2 separate regions of the Pan troglodytes genome follow, and region 2 is linked to region 1. A link is a contact called in public HiChIP or PLAC-seq data. All regions are on one chromosome and are shown on one strand. Each heading gives the region's core, a stretch centred on a gene start, on an enhancer-like site or on the middle of the called end of the contact. The rest is flanking DNA. Distances are from core to core; before and after follow the strand shown.

The links. HiChIP or PLAC-seq counts read pairs in DNA pulled down with a chosen protein or histone mark.
Region 2: an H3K4me3 HiChIP or PLAC-seq map of stem cell-derived excitatory neurons shows a contact between it and region 1, with 4 times the contacts expected there. The contact joins the promoter of RIC1 here to the promoter of BRD10 in region 1. A contact is called at or near these places in 1 of 7 Hi-C or Micro-C datasets (stem cell-derived neural progenitor cells) and 1 of 1 datasets of contacts at active chromatin or transcription factors (stem cell-derived excitatory neurons).

What each region holds. Positions count from the first base shown.
Region 1 is chr11:109,920,344-109,923,190 of NHGRI_mPanTro3-v2.0_pri, reverse strand. It overlaps BRD10 (bromodomain containing 10), which reads right to left and starts at 1,556. Exons shown (of 9, transcript XM_063788722.1): 1 at 1,460-1,556; 2 at 202-1,022. The coding sequence starts at 794.
Region 2 is chr11:110,294,169-110,296,955 of NHGRI_mPanTro3-v2.0_pri, reverse strand. It overlaps RIC1 (RIC1 homolog, RAB6A GEF complex partner 1), which reads left to right and starts at 1,346. Exons shown (of 30, transcript XR_008537235.2): 1 at 1,346-1,716.

The DNA.
Region 1 (2,847 bases), core at 307-2,806:
ACGCGCACGCCGGGTTCGGCCCACACCCACCACACCCCTCCGGTCCCCGCCCAGCGCCGCTCCTCCTCCCGGGCTTCTCCAGCACCGACTCAGCACCTATCAGCGCCGCCCCCAGGCCCCTGGCCCAGCCCATCCTCGGGCACGTGTGAGTGTGTGTTTTGTGTCAGTCTGTCAGTGCCACCGGGGACCGGGCTCGCTTACCGAGAGAGAAGCGCTAACTTCTGCTCCAGCATCATCTCCAGCTTCTGGCCCTGTTTGGAGATCCAGTGGTCCACTCCGTGCAGGCGGTAGCACGTCTCCAGCATCAACCTGAAGTCCGCCACGAACTCGGTGATGCCCCCGTACTGGCCGCTGGCGAACTTCTCTTCCATCTTCAGCAGACACATGCCCTGTCCGGGCTGCTGCGGGAAGGCGCGACCGCCCCGGCCCCCGCTGCGCGGCCCTTCCGCCACCTCCTCCTCCGCGGTGGCAACGCCCCCCAAGGGCTGCAGAAAGGGGGCGGTGAGGCCCCGGTGCTTCTCCTGCAGGAACTCGCCCAGGATGCGGTAGCCCTGCTGTAGCTCGTAGGTCAGCTCCTGCTCCTTGCAGCAACCGCCTCCGATCACCATCGCCTCCATCTCTTCCTCCTGATCGTCCGCGTCCTCCAGCGAGGAGGCACTCCTTCCGTGGGCCGGCCCTGAGGTCTGGGCCGCCGCTGCCACCTCCTCCTCGTCGTTCTCTCCTTCGGCCGCCGGTGGCGGCCGCTCTTCCTCCCCAGCCGGCTCCATCGCTCCCGGCGTCCCGGGCACACTCATGCCCCGGCAGGCCTAGGCTGGGCGGTGTGGAACAGCCGCTCGAGGTGCTGGGGGACGCGTGAGCGCGAGCCGCTTCCTCACGGCTCGGCCGCGGCGCGTAGCCCCCGCCACATCGGGCCTGGCTCTCCTCAGCCGCCGGCTCGGCTCGGTGCGCGCGGGGGTCTTGAGCTCACCGCCGGCGGGGCGGGGTTACATGGCGCGCGAGGAGGGGGGAGAGAAGAGGAGAGCCTAGGTGCCCTCCTCTCCCCTCCCCCCGGCGGCGGCGCGCGCACGGCCCTCGCCGGCCTCACCCCTCCGCACCCCGCCCGCCTGCTCTTCACCGGCCAGGCCCTGCCGGGTCGCCGCGGCCTCGGCGCGGCCTCGGCGCCCCACCCCCTCCCGGGCCAGCGGGGGGCTGGGAGGGGGCGAGGAGGAAGGGGGTTCTCCTCTCCCCTCCCCGGAGGGGGCCGCAGCGGCGGCTCCGACTCCTCCTCTCCCTCACACCCCCTCCCGCCCCCCTCTACCTGCGGGGGACACGGGCAGAAGGAGGCGGTGCACGGACGGGGCCCGGCGACAACTGTCAGTTAGAAGCCCCGCTGGGCGGTGAGGGGGGAGAAAGGGGAGGGGCAGGGAGAGAAGGGGGAGGGCACTCAGCCCCCCGGCTGGGAAGAGCTGTGGAGAGAAGCAAAGAAAGAGGCCCTGTCGCCATCCCCGGTGCGCATGCGTAGTAAAACAATTTCCCCCCCACCACCCTCCCGCCACCATCGTGCCCCGCCCCGCTACGCAAAAGGAAGAGCTTCGGCTCAGCTACAGGCCCAGAAGCCTGCTAGGGTTGCGCGGACCAATGATGTAATCAATCGTAGGCCAATCGAACATGTTGATGGAGGGGGAAGCAAGGCGCCTGCGCAGCTTAATTCGCTACCGCCTGGGAAGGTGGCCAAAAGGCTTTTTCTAAAGCAAGTGCTTCAAGAGGAAACTTCTTTTGCAAGACCCGTGTTAGCCCCCCCCAAACTAAAATTAAAGTTGCTAGATAACCTTTGTTAATGGCAAATGAATAGTGAGAAAGCGCAAAATGTAAATCTTCTCTACTATAAAATTTACATTCTGTTCCCACTCTTTCTCCCTTGTGACTGCGGGTCTTTTATATATAACCAGAATTTTGAGAAGTTTAGAAAGAAAGTTTAAGGACTCCACCATACGTTCACATGCAGAAGAAAAGGAGGTGATTTTTAGAACCCCAGCTCTTAACATCAATTCATATTTTGGAACTAATTCCATGTTTTCAGTTACAAATTTCCACCCTCCCGATTCTTGAGATCTGTTAAGAATAAAGAGAATGGAACCTCATTTAAACAAATTCTTGGGACTGAAAACAGTCAAAATAGTTCATGTCTGAGTTGTACAGCATTAAACAGTTGTTTGCATGGGCTGACAATCTCACTACATTTTACAATTACTGTTTAATGACTAAAAAGTGGACTCATCATTCACATTGGTTTACATGTTACTTAAAATTAGTCGGGAGGTAGGAATTCGTGGTTCCATAAAGCAAATACTATTATTTCCTCAAGTTCTATTTGAAAGACGCACATATTATTTTTTCTGGGTACACAGAACCCTCGTTAAAACCTAGAATTACCTAAACACAAAAACAAAATTACAGAAATCATGCATTTTAAAGGTAAAATGTGTATAACTAAATGATTAGGATACTCTGACTCTTGCAATTGTTTACTTCTCATTAATGTGAACTTTAAAGCAGTGATAAAAAAATTTTTTTAACCTCAAAGCTGTTTTTGTCCAGTAAGTTAAGTATCACTCTTAAGTAAAATAGTGAAGCGGGAACGCTCTTTTAGTTAGGGTATTCACACTGTCCTCCACACATACCTTTTATCTAGTATTCGAGGTCTCCTCTCATCAGACATTTGTAATATATAACGCATTTACAAGGTTCTCTCCCCTCAGAGAAGAGTCCACAGAACCTCAGCTCACAGAAAAAAATGCAGGGATCAGTCTTACTTCAGCACCTGGCAACCAAAAACTGTGTCTGACTAGACATTCCTCCTTTCTTTCG
Region 2 (2,787 bases), core at 97-2,596, 370 kb before region 1:
GACAGTCTCACTCTGTTGCCCAGGCTGGAGTGCAGTGGAGGGATCTTGGTTCACTGCAACTTCCGCCTCCCAGGTTCAAGCGATTCTCCTGCCTTAGCCTCTCGAGGAACTGGGATTACATGCACCTGCCACCACGCCCAGCTAATTTTTGTATTTTCAGTAAGACGGGGGTTTCACGATGTTGGCCAGGCTGGTCTCGAACTGCTCACCTAAAGTGATCTGCCCGCCTCGGCCTCCCAAAATGCTGGGATTACAGGCGTGAGCCCCAGCACCCCGCCTACGTTGCTACTTTTTAATGTGGGGTCATTTTTTAAACCTGGCTTTTTAATTGAAAAAGTAATACAAACATATGGAAAAATTCAAACTGTACTAAAAAAGGTAGACAATGAGAAGCAAATCTTTCTTCTATTTCAGACTCCTCCTTCCCCCATCCCACACCATATCCCCTCAACCCTCCTTCTATTCAGACGTTACCACTGGGTCAATCCGTTGAAAGTTACAGTTAAGGTGATACCTGGGGTCCAAAAGCTAAATATGGACCTACGCTATCACCAGTCCCTTCCAGTTCTAAAACCAAGTCCAAGCCTTTTGCAGCACGAAAGAGATAGCCTCCTCTCATCTAAAGTTATGGCTGGTAAGGCTGAGACGAATGGAAACGGATTTCAAAGACCTAGATTTAGAACTCCTGAAAGGCAGGAGACAGAACTCAATACTTTCATGGTGAGTGGTTTATTTACTGATTAAATAAACGCTCCCTTAGGGATGTAAGCTCCACACCGGCAGGAGCTTCATCACCAGCTCTCACTGCAGACCCCGGCATTAAAGGAGCTCACACGGTAAAAGCCCCTACCGCCCACCACAGCCACAGCGGCCGGCAGCCCAAAGTGGGAAACCGCGCAGGGCGTCACGTGACTCCAGCTCCCCCCGGCAACCGGCCCGCCCCCACCGAGACCCCGCCAATCCGGAAGGGAGGTCCAATTTGGCCAGGCCAGGGCGTGTTCCACCGGCCCAGTAGCCTTGCTGCTGCGTTATCCCTAGACTCGCCCCACTTGCCTCGGAGTCTCAGGCCGTTGCCTAGGTCCTCCCGGTAAAACCCTGGAGATTGCTAGGGAAAGGAGCAAGGGAGGGGCCAGCGCGCAGAAGTGCGTACGCAACGCGGCGGCCGCGGGCGAGGCTTATGCGGAGCTTAAGAAACAGCTAGGGAGACTGCAGGAGTCTCCAGAGCGCGCGCGCGGGCCCTCCCCGGCCCGACCCACGCGGCGCGGCGTGGTGACGCCCGCGCGGCCTGAGGAAGGGGCGGGGTCGGGGCGGGCCTCCGCGCTCCTCCCGCCCTCTCTGTGTCCCTACTCTCCCTCCCCTTCCCTCCCCCACACTCGGCCCCGTCAGCTTGGGGGTGCCTTCGTCGCGCAGCCTCGCGTCGGCCCGGCCCGGCCAGGCCAGCGGGCAGATGCCCCGAGCTGCCGCCGCCGCCGCCGCCGACTCGGCCGGTGGCGGTGTGGGAGGTGGGCGACCAGCCCGGGGCCGCTGAGTGTGACGGACGCAACTGGGGGCGCCGGGGGCTCCGCACGGACCATGTATTTTCTGAGCGGCTGGCCCAAGAGGCTGCTGTGCCCTCTGGGGAGCCCGGCCGAGGCGCCTTTCCACGTTCAGTCCGACCCGCAGAGGGCTTTCTTCGCCGTGCTGGCCGCGGCCCGCCTCAGCATCTGGTACAGCCGAGTAAGTAGAGCCGCCCGCCGCCTTTCGCCGCTGCCTCCCCGGCCTCCCGGCGCCGTCCCACCCCCAACTTCCACCCAGAGCCTAGGACTCCTGCCCCTTCGTGCCAGACCCACCTGCCTTCGCAGTCCGCGTCCTCGTCCCACCGAATTGGCCGCACGTACCCGCCGGCTGCAGGCACGTCCTCCAGCCGGCGGTCCGGGGTGGATGAAGTCGCTGCTGCCGAAAATCCCTGAGCCTCCCCGCGTTGGACCGACGGCCGCGGCGTGCAGACTCCGCACGCTCCCCGGCCGAGCCCAGACTTGTTCTTCCCTCCCTTCCCCCATTCCCCGAGGGACAAATTTGTTTAAACTTTCCACAATTAGAAATCCGGCCGCTGTGGTGCCCCAACCCTCCCTTACTTTAAAGGTCGCCGTTTTGGAGTTAGGGAAAGCCTCTTGGGCTTTCCCCAGCGCCAGACTTTACAGGCCTGTAATAACTTACTTCTACAAACTACAGCCTGAATTCTTTATTCTTCACTAAAGGTCTGGTTATTTAACTCCCCTCTTTAACCCCAACATCCCTTCCCCACTTTCGAGTTGGTCTTTTTCTTTGCTGCTGCTCTTGGACTCTTCGGACTAGGGGGTTAAAGGAGCGGAAGTAGAACTCAAATCTGTCCGCAGAACTCCCAGTTATAACACCTGGAAATAATAAGGCTTGGGAGGAGCATGGAACTGAATTCTGTTTTTGCTTTAAGTCCTGGTTATCTTTTTCTTTCTTGTATTGAATTACTGAGTAGATATGAGAAAGAAATAAGTGGTGGATGGGATACTCCCTACTCTCTGCAAACACTGCTATAACTTTGTCTATGAGAACGACGGAGTTCAGAGTATAAAAATGCTTTTTTTCCTCCCCAAAGAAGGCAGTACCAATCGATGTCAGAGTGAAGTTTTTCTCCTTTCCAAGTTAATTTGACCATGTGGGGATAGGTTGTGACCTTGTCCTTATTAGGTGTTCGTGAAATACTGGTTTTAGTTTGTTAAAATCCCCAAATCTTTGTGTGTTGCTATTCCATTGCCTGTAATGCCCTTGACA